Linked DNA regions of Rattus norvegicus: region 1 is linked to region 2. A link is a contact called in public Hi-C data. All regions are on one chromosome and are shown on one strand. The core of a region is the stretch at or near the end of the contact, and the rest is flanking DNA. Distances in the headings are between cores, read along the strand shown. Region 1 overlaps Cdh4 (cadherin 4). Region 2 has its middle 150 kb from the start of Cdh4.

The links. A called contact is a pair of places that touch in the nucleus more often than the background predicts.
Region 1: a Hi-C map of liver shows a contact between it and region 2, with 7 times the contacts expected there. The contact joins two enhancer-like sites. A contact is called at or near these places in 3 of 12 Hi-C or Micro-C datasets (kidney and liver).

What each region holds. Positions count from the first base shown.
Region 1 is chr3:187,143,079-187,148,699 of GRCr8, forward strand. All of the region lies in intron 2 of Cdh4 (cadherin 4), which reads left to right. Among named protein-coding and RNA genes, the nearest start is that of Cdh4, 240 kb to the left of the region's middle. Within about 2 kb of position 1,688, at least 2 of the 93 cell types and tissues checked have an H3K27ac peak or open chromatin away from gene starts, as enhancers often do. A contact at or near this core is called in liver, where this site is marked.
Region 2 is chr3:186,749,341-186,754,812 of GRCr8, forward strand. No RefSeq gene overlaps it. Among named protein-coding and RNA genes, the nearest start is that of Cdh4, 150 kb to the right of the region's middle. Within about 2 kb of position 1,676, at least 2 of the 93 cell types and tissues checked have an H3K27ac peak or open chromatin away from gene starts, as enhancers often do. A contact at or near this core is called in liver, where this site is marked.

The DNA of each region.
Region 1 (5,621 bases), core at 438-2,937, 390 kb after region 2:
TGACCTTTATATCCATTGATGGAACCGTTGCACCATCAGGCAGAGTTTCCGGCAATGCTTGCCCAGAAGGGATCAAATATTCTGCCTGTAGACCCAAGTCCACAGTCTGGCTGTCTCTGCAGTCAGTGTAGATTAAAGGACGACCTCACCTGGCTGAAAACCCGCCAACCAAATTTCTGTCAGCACCATGGAGAGAGATCGCCTTACCTCCTACGCCATGATACTAAGTATCACAATGTTTCAGTTCATGTGCCTTATGGTGCTTTGTTCTTAAGTGACCGCTTTCCAACGCACACCCACCGCTTTTGCAGAGCTCCTTCCACACTGCAAATAGTTCTTCAGGTTGCATATATTTCATTAGCCTCTTGTTCCCTCCTCCCTTCAGACCACACACACACACACACACACACACACACACACACCCTTAGTACTTTTTTCTATTTCTATGCACTACACATATGTATATGTATGTGGGGTGTGTGTGTGTGTGTGTGTGTGTGTGTGTGTGTGTGTGTGTGTGTAAACCTGGACTCTGCATATGAAAGAAGGCACATGATATTTGCCTCAGTCTGTCTAATTTAGCCTAACATGCTGATCTCCAGTTCTATCCATTTTCTGGCAAATGCTATGATGTCATTTCTAATCCTGTATTTGTGCATTTGGGCATTAATGGACATCTAGGCTGGTTCCACATGGAGGCTTGTTGTGAGTAGTGTTGGAGTGTGGAGATACAAGTCTCTCCAGAGTGTTCTTAGAATCTTTCAGTTAGATGCCCACGAGAGCACAGATAGGTCCTGTGGCAGTGCTGCCTTTAGTATATTAGATGCCCATGAGGGAACAGGCAGGTCCTTTGGCAGTGCTGTCTTTAGAAAATTAGAGAATCTCTGTGCTGCTGCATAGGGGCTGCCCTGGTTTACGCTCTGAGCAGCAGTGGACAAGGGCTCCCCTTCCCACCTCCTCATTGGCTTTCTTGATAATGACCATTCTGATTTGGGGTATGATGATATATAAGGGAAGTTTTAATTTGCATTTCCCTGATGGATAAAGGTGTTGAACAGTTATTAAACATTTATCAGCCTTTTGTGCCTCTTTCTTTGAGGGCTGTCTGTCTAGCTCATCCGCCCACTTGCCAATTGAACAGTTTGTTTTGATGGTTAACTTTTGTGGTTCTTTGTAAATTCTGGTTACTTTATAACTAGACTCTAGGTATTTTGTAAATTCTAGTTACATTCCCTGTCCAATGTAAACTTGGCAAAGGCGTCTCTCACTCTTTGGACTCTCTTTCTGCTAATTGCTTCCAGTGAGAAACAGAAGACTTTAATTTCCACATTATTTTAATTGTAAGTTCTTGGGGTTATTATTTCCTGAACTGTTGGGGTCCCTTTCAGAAATTCCTTGTCTATTCCTGTATCTTGAAATATTTAGAGATATTTAAAGATCTATATGTAGGAAAACTCCTCTCTTAGTCAAGAAGGCAAGTGGGAAACATTTGACTTTAAAACGGAATCCAGGGAATAGCTCTCAAATAGACATTTGAAAGTTCCTAAGTGCCAATTGCTCCTGCAACAAAAGTTATTCCATAGGTGTCTCTGTGTCCAACTCTGGCTGCCCAGTCTAAGTCCCTGCCTCCCTGTTTCTGGTGAGTTCCCTCCACCTCTAATATTGAATTCTGCTGTCTGGAAGAGGAGCTGATGGCACTGGCCTACCTATGAATTCTGGCAGGAACCGAGTGACTTGGGTCAAAGAGTTCTGAGATATTCCTAACATGCTTCAGCAGACTGGTGACATGCACCATTCAGGGTTCTGGCCACTGTCTCATCCTTGAGGACACACCAACGAAGGAACTTAGAGCATGGGTCCTCTGGAAGTGGTACTAAACCTTTCATCAGTACACTGCAGAGACATGGCAGGCCACAATGGCTTAGGCCCTTCAGATACCCCGCCGGCCCCTGCAATACAGAAGCTATCTGGCCTCCAGAGCTACCCCTGCCCATGTGAGAGGAATGCTGCAGAGGTTACCTTCAAGACTGGCTATGTGTACAGACAGTCAGATGAGCAGGCAGGCTCTGCTCTGATGTTGGCAGTTAGTCCGCTGCCCATGTCCCCACCGAAGGATGAGTCAGGAGCAATATTATTTCATTTATGAGGAGCCTTCATTTATGAGTCCTGGCTTTGCTCACCCTGATGACCCCCAGCCCAACCCTAGACCCCCTAGGAGTGTTGAGAAAGTCAAGTTCCTTTCTGTATTACAATACACATGGAGAATCACTTGCCAACTTTATTTATATCCTCTAAATGCTGTGCCCACACATGAACCACATCCTTGCCATGAGGGCAGAGTCACTAGCTCTGCCATTACTGTAAGATGTGGTGGGCTACTAGAATCTGGACCCTTTACATATTATGGTGTTTACTGCATGACACAAGCCACCCTTGTCTATAACCAGTCCTGCCCACGTGGGAAGGATGAGTCATAGGTCACCTTAAATGACTGACATTTGTACTGCAAAGAGCCAAAGCTGGCCCCTTGCCTATGTTTGCAAATAAAGTTTTATTGGCACACACCCGTGTCCCTTTGGCTCCGGGTTGTCTGTGACTGCCTGTGTTGAAACAACAGTACTGAGTAGCTACAACAAGCACCAGTTTGCCCACAAAGCTGGAAATATTTACCGCCTGGCCCTTTACAGAAAACCTCTGTTAACCCCAGATTTAATGCTCAAACAAGAAGAGACACAGACACACCAACTATCCCCAAGCATGCAAACACTCCTTCTCTGCTGAGAAATCATTTGTCCACAACCATGGAAGCTGGTTGTGCCATTTCTGTAGACAACGGGTGGCAGCAGCACCCCCCCCCCTTGAGATCTTGACCCATTCCATCCACTCAGGGAGAAGGGGTGTGCCCTGTGCGCAAAGCTGGTTCTCACTTCCGGTTGTGCCTGTCAGTGTGGGAATGGGGGGGGACAGGTCTGAGGTGGCCTTGTGGCACCACTCAGCCCTCCACAGCAGGGAGTAGTAATATGGGATCTGTTGCTCCCGTGGGCTGCAGGAATGGTTCTGATTTATTATTTTAATTAAGTGTTTTTAAGCTTTAATTTCAAGAGTTAAATAAGCTGTCTTTATATGTAAATCCAAGCCAACAAATTATTGCACACGAACAGACACACCGTCATCCGAGGAGAGAGAGCCGGGTGCCTTGCTCCCTCACAGCCCCGATGCACACTTCAGCTAGTAGTTCGAGTGGGGCACATAGAGCTGCAGTTCTGATCCTAGCTGCATCCTCAATACTAGCATGGCTTCGCCGACCCACACAAGCAAATCCCAGGAGCCTTTGCTGAGCCCTGCACAGACACAGCTCTGCCTAGCCTGACCCTTTCCTTTCAAACGGTCCGTTAAGCAGAGTGCATGGTTTCATGCATTCTCAAGCGACCACACCCACACGTGCGGACAAAAGGACTCTGGGGTCCATGTCTGCAAGCAGCAGGCAGATCAGCTGCAACAGGCAGATGCTACAGGGTCTGCACAGGGAGGGCTGTGCAGACAGACCAATGTCCCACAAGGCAAAGGAACCACAAATGACTGTCCAGCAGGGACGCTGGTATCCACACCGTGCCTGCTTGGAGGACACTCAGCCTGAGAAAATAAGAGTTCCTGGACCCCTCCTGCCATTGCAGGCCCTCGGCTGTTCAGCTCCAGCTGCCTCCCACCTGTCCAAGAGACCCTCAACTCTACCCAGTCATGGTGACAGACAAGCCCTTTTGTGAGTGTCCTCCCACAGCCACTGGGGACCCAGTGCTTGGCCTCTTGTGTGTCAGGGGAAGGTGTCTCCAAGGATTGGATGAGTCTGTCTAGGGTGGCTCATTCAACTGTGGTTGAGCACTGGGCGACCCAGGCATTCTCGTAGAGACTTGGGGAGAGGGGGATGCCTCAGTTTTTTAAACTCCTTGTAGCCTCCATCATCACCAGCTCATGTCCTCCTGTTCTCAGTGTCCAAGTTCAAATTCCCTTGATAAGGGACCTAGGCAAGGTACTATGACAGTCCCTGGTGCTGCTGCCATACCAACCACCAGCCTCCCCCTTGTGGAAAACAAGCAGAATCCAATGTTCGCTCCAGTTTGACCCCAGCGAGGATGAACTGAGTTGACCATGGTGGACAGGATGAGGAGGGGACTCACTTGGGAGAGTGCTTGCTGGGCATCAGGGAGACTTCAGTTTTCACCCCCAGCATCCAGGTAAAGAGTCCGGTGCGACTAAGCTAAGCTAAGGAGGATGAGCCCATGTGGCAGGCTGAATAGGTAAAGGCATTTGATTGCAAGCCTGAAAGCTTGAAACCAGTCTTGGGATACATGAGGAAGACCAACTTCCAACTTCCGCAGGTGTCTTCTGACCCCACATGTATGCTGTGACACGCTCACACATGTGCAAGGACACACACACACACACACACACACAGAGCGCAAATAGCCACCCACTGTCCTACCAGTTGCCTGCATAGTACACAGGCCTTTCTGTCTCCCTGAATCAGACACTCCCCCACCCCCTGGCTGTCTGTGGGACTAAGGGAAATTTTGCCATGCCCTGTGCTCTGTGTGGGAGGACACAGTGTCCCTGAGAATGCCAGTATCCTCAGGGCTCCATGGAATTTGAGCAGTGGTACGTATTCACACAGATATCTTTAAATCGCTTTCTAATTCGCCAGTCGTTGCCTGAGAGGCCTTAGGGGGTAGGAACCAGAAGAGCAGGTAAGTGGGGTCAGTCTGTCCTGGGAAAGGGTCACTGAGATCCTACACAGCCCCATGTTGGACAGCTCTGTAGTCTTGACCCACTTGGTGAGGTTCTACCCTTTCTGACAGGCCGTGTATCATGATACGTGGGTAAACGGGGGACAGAGGCTGGGACTTAAAGCCCAAACTGCATCTAACCGCCTCTCAAATCCTGCTGACACTGGTGGGACACGATTTACCTGGGTGCCTTTTACTACTCTGTGCTTTCTTCTTTCTTCCACCCTTCTCCACCCCTTTTCTTCTACCCTTTCAACCCCCTCACACTAGATAGGGGAGAGAAAAAGGACAGAGAGGAAAGGAAAGAGACCCCTGAATAAAGCCAGGGGTCAGAAAGAGGACCATGTTATTGTTAGACTACTGCCTGAGATTAGAGGTGTTGAGTTCCTTGGGGCAAGTTTGATCTTCACTATCAGGATATCTAACTTCTTGTTGCCTCTTCTTTGTACATGGCTACTTAACAAACCTCGAGCAACCGCAAACAACAACCGCTCAGGGCCCTCTGAAAAAACCCTCAGAATTCCGAATGTCACACGATTGCAGACGCTATATCTGCAGCTGGCAAAAAATCACACCCCTGATAGATTCTGTGGCAGACAGTCTGAAGCAGCCCCATACCCCACACCTGGGATTAACATGAACTCTGTGCCCTTCAGTGAGGGAACCAACACTTCATCCTAAATCCAGCTCTCGACTGGTGTGCCCTAGGCATGCCCTGGAAGGGTCCTGTGTGGGGTCAGCAGGCAAGTTTGTTCTCAGTTAAAACATCAAGAAGCAGTGTAAACGTGATACAGGCTGCATGGCTGACCTGGGGGCCATGCAATAGCTAAGCTTTCAGAG
Region 2 (5,472 bases), core at 426-2,925:
AGTAGCTCAGGAGGGGGAGGGGTGTGAAGGAAGGAACCATCTTTCTGTGCAAACGTGAGGTCCTCCCTTTCATGTCCTTCCTCATCCACATCACTTCATGTCTTGGGCTCCTCATCCCTAGAACCTCCATGCTGGAAAGTTTATCTAGAAGTCTTCATCTGGGACCTGTGGACACAGGAATGCCTGCCCATCTCTCCGCTGTCGTGGAACCACAGAGCTCTTGACCTGTGTGCCTTTCTAAGCAGTGGGTGAATCATCAGAACCCAGGCTCTGCAGTAGACACAGACCAGAGCGCAGACCCTGTGCCAGCCATCTGGCCTAGCAGAAGGGCTTGCAAGTCCAGCCAGCCAGGTAACCTGTTTCTTCCCTGTCTCTGTCCTCTGTTTTTAAAAACCTAGGCAGAGCTAAAACAGCTTCGCGGTGTAAAACTTGACATCTTTCACTAGTTTACAATTTACTCTGCCTCACAGTGTGCAGAGCAGCTCCACACCCTGCAGCCATCCCTTACAGTAGCCACCTCATTCATCTTTTCCTTCAACAGTAAAAAGCCTCTCCAAGAACCTCACATAAACAGGACTCCATAGTGGATGCCTTTTGTGCCCAGCTCCTTTCATTTGCTGTAATTCATCTGTGATTTGTTTGTAGCAGCTGACGTCTACACAGTCCTTGTCTTGGCTGCATAATATTCCTCTGAGTAGACATACCACAGCCTGCTTATCCAGGTACCCACTGAGGGGTGTTTAAACTGTTTGTAGATGAGGATAACAAGGAATAACACTGTTACATGTATTCGTGGCCATGTTTTGTGTGAGAATCTGTTTACTTCTCTGGGGTACTGGCATAGAATTAAAGTCCTGGCATAGAAATTAAGACAGCGACTGTCTGTATTGCACACTGACCAGAGCGACCATTCTGTTTGGTGGTTTGGCACAAGTAGGTTTTGGTTATAGCAGTAGGTTAGTACCTTAATTTGTGCTTGTGGCCTTCTTGTCAAGATTTCCAGAGGTTTCCACTTCCTACAGAAAGGTTGGTGTACATATTCTAAGCTCTGACGTAGTGGTAGCCTTAACCTCCGGAGCCAGAATCGCCTCTCCCTGGAACAGGCTCATCCCCGCCACACCGTGTGGCTCCCATAGATTTCCTGTTCATCCAGCTTTGGCTGGCGCTGGAGTCTAATAGAAGACCCCCATCTTGGTAGAAAGAATTCTTAAGAATCTTTGCAGTGAGTTTCTAAATTGGATGACATAAGAGAGCACACGGGCAAAGGTAGGCTTATTTAAGACAGCCAGAAGCAAACATGACCACCAGTGAAATATGGGTTTCAGGTTGCCATAGTGATGAGAGAAGTGACCCCCGTGGCCGCTGCGGACAGCTGCTGTGGACAGAGTCCAAGGTTTCTGTTTGCTTGGCTTTTGTTTTGTTTTTTCTTTGCATAAGCTTCTGCCAAGTCACTTTGGTGCCTGGGAGAGCCGGCTGCCTGTGTGGTGGAGAATAAAACAATTTAAAAAATAATAATAAAACTGATTGTATCTGCTTAGTCACTTTAAGAAAGTGGTGAATTAATCTCAGCTGTGGACTTTTAAGGGGAGGGGAAATGGGAAATGGCCCTTTTGTCTGTGAAGTGGTGAGTCCTGTGGGAGAGGCACAGGCAGGCTGGGGCTCAGCTGCCTCCTGAGAGATTATGTGGTCAGGTGTTGTAGGTAGCCTGGGACTCAGGAAAGGGAAATGGCTTAACAGAGGAGGGATCTTGATATTGGCAGGAAAGTCCATGTCCCCTGGGGGTGGGGGAGGGGGTGGAGGGATGCAGGAGCATACCCAGGGGTTCCAGGCGAACTGACAATAGCAGTGTCAGAGCCACATGCTGCGGCTGCAGACTCCCAGGCCTCTTGGGAAAGCCTTCCTGCTAGGCATGCATTCCAGCATTAGAAGGGGCTGAGCCCCTCTGATGGGCAGAGGCAGGGACCAAAGAGAACAAGAGGAGAGGGCTCTGGTAGAGCAGAGCCCATTGCAAAGCAGTGCTGGCCAGCCTTGCAGGGAGTTCTTGCCAAAAGCTGTGCCTGCTAGCTGTGCCACAGGCAGCAGAGAGTTAGGTAATAAAGGCCAGGTAGCCATTGACAGCGCTCAGGTACGGACCTATCTACAGACACAACCATCATCTGGAGATCCCTGACTCCTCTCACTCAACATGTCCAGACCTGCGGGACCCTCTGGGATAGGTACACCTCATCCCCTCCAGAATATATACAAAGTAGGCCATCCCAGGCAAAGCCTCCTTCTTGAGCCAGAGTGGTCTTTGTCCTGGTCAGTCATAAATGACACTCGAGCTCCTTTGTTGATGCCTTTGCAATCCTCTGAGAACCACAGTAGCTTGATCTCCTTGTTGTCCTTAAAGAGGAAGAGTGGGAAAGGCAAGCCTTTGTTGGACCCACAGACATAAGCCATGGGCATGCTAGGATGCTGGGTCAGGTGGCGAAGGTCCTAGCTACCTATCTTATCATCAGGGACTTCAGAGAAGAAGTCAGAGGCTGACTGTCCTGAAGGCCCAAATACATTAGGTTCTGACTTTTGTACATGTTGTCTTTACTACCCGTGTGTGTGTGTGTGTGTGTGTGTGTGTGTGTGTGTGTGTGTGCTTGTACTGGCTTGTGCATGAGGTCACACACACATGCCAGCACACATGTGCACATGCACACACACACACATCATACATACACACACAAACACAATGCACACACAATCAGACACACAGACATATATACACAAAAACACACAGACACTCACACAATGCACACATACAATGCATATACACGGACACACACACACCATACACATACACACACACAAACACTTGCATAAGCACATACACTATACACACATACACACAAACACACAATTCACACATAATCAGACACACACAGAGACATACACACAGACCCAAACATAAACACAAAGATACACACAGACACACAAAGACACAGAGACATACACGTGGAGACACACACATACTGATGCACACACACACATCATACATACACCCACAAACACAATGCACACACAATCAGACACACAGACACACACACAAAGCACACAAATAATGCACACACACAATGCATATACACAGACATGCACACAAAGCACACGCACACCATATACACATGCACACAAACACTTGCATAAGCATATACACCATACACACATACACATACATACATACACACAAACACACAATGCACACACAGAGACACACAGAGACACACATAGATATACACAGACACACGGATATACCTATAAACACAGAGACACACACAGAGATACATACACACAAACACACACATACATACACACAGACACACACAGTGATGCACACACACACACACACTGATGCACACACACACACTGATGCACACATATATACATACAAACACACAGTGCACACACATACACACACACACACACACACACACACACACACACTGATGCACACGTGCCTGCGGTGCTGTGTGTCAGCTCCCTGCCTCCGTCTGAATGAGGAGACCGTATTTGTCAGCAACACCGCAGCCCCGCAGATCCACAGCATGATTTATGGCATGTGTTAGCGCAATATCTGTGTGCATCGCTGGAGGAAACTTAATTGATGAGAGGATTGTCAGAAATGATTCTGGGTATGGGGTGTGGTGCATTGAGCAGCGGATCAAAAGGGAAGGCAGCCTCTCTTGGAAAGAATATGTTCCTGCATTATGATTGGAACATCTCCTGAAGAAACAGCTCCCTTATTTTTCCGTCTGAGATGAGATTTCTTTCTCCTTTGGGGACCAGGCCACTCTCAGCAAACAAGAGACAGAAAGAGTGCAGGTGTCTATCAGTCGGAGACAAGGTCCCCGTGTGAGACCTCAAGGGCACTAGGTTATAAGTCACAGTGAGCTCTGTGTTGGGAAAGTCAAGTATGCTGGCCTGGGCCTTCTCCGTGCACTGAAGGTCTGCCTGGAGATGGGCCTCTGGGACTGGAGTCCAGAGCAAGAGAAAGAGGACAAGTGACCTGCTGGCTGTTGGCACTCAGAAGCAAAGGTTCTTGGCTTTCTGTCTGTACACCTGTCCATGCCGACAGTGCAGTCATTTTGCACCACTAGGCTGGACTTCAAAACCCTGTTAGGCAAGCATCCATTCCCTCAGCTAAACCTGACTGCAGTAGGTCACTGCCCTAGGGGAACTGAGATCAGGACAGATCTCTGTGTCAAGGAACGGTGCCTTTGCATACAGACTCTCACCAGAGGGCACAGCCACACCCAGGAGGTCTCCAAGGAAGCAGGCATGAGGACATCCGTACCCTGGGTCATGCCCTGTCCTCAGCTATCCAACCCACAGCCCAACACTAGGAGTCCCTTCCATTTTCCCTAGGCTCCACATTGGCCAGGTTTATCCCCAGGGCCACAGCGGCTCATTCCTGAGGCCTTTGGCAGGTGAAGCGTCTGATGACAGCAGAAGGTGGCTGTTCAGAAACTATGCCGCGTGGCCCAAACAGGAGGCAAGAGAGTCAGAGACCTCAGCACACCCACACCCACCAAGCAAAGTGGTAAGATGGTGCTGCCAGCACTGGATGGCGCCCTGGGACACCGGAATGGAGGACCGTAGCAGATGGCTTCGGTGACTCTGTTTCCCTCCCTCCACCTATCCTTCCATGAAGTTCAGCTCAGAGTGACTATAAATCAAGGATACAGTACAGAGACCCCCATCCAGGACTTGGTTACCCCAGTCTAATGAAGCCGACTTTAGGGAGAAATGGGGCTAGGCCTGGATCTGGTCAGAAACAGCTGAGACACAGGACATTCCTCTCCCCTGTAGTGTTGATCAGAGCTGGGCAGAGGGCTCATTTCCCATGCGCATAGTAATGCTGTGTTTTGAGTGTGGCCAACCCATGAATATTAAAAAATAAAATACGCTTGATCAATGATGGCTTTGTTTGCGATAGAACCATCCTGGGTTCAGACAGACGAGCCCCCACAGCTTAATCACTGTCATCCGAGTGTGGTTTGCAGAAGAATCGGGGTGTTCCGACGAGTATTGATCTGCCGTCGCAGTCCCGGGCATTCAGGGATGAGGGACCGGCCATCGCCCTTCTGCTCTGTATCGGGAATACGTCAGGACCGTCCACATTAAACCACCTTGTATCGATAAGCCGGCAAGCTAAAATACACCCGCCATGGTGTGATTGATCGCTGCGTATTAACCGAGGTTATTAGAGCGGGGAAATATGATGCTTTCACCAGGGCCTTGCAGCACACAACTTAACAATCCATCTTCATTTCCCTTGTGTTTTTCTTCTTCTTGCTCGTTTTTTTTCCTTTTACTCAATTAATTACAGTTAATTAGATGCTGAACCCAATGACTTTATGTTGTACCCGAAGAGACCTCAAGGGGTAGGTCTCTGTGTGACGTCCTAGAAGACTTTGTGCTGCCGGGGTCCTCAGAACAGAC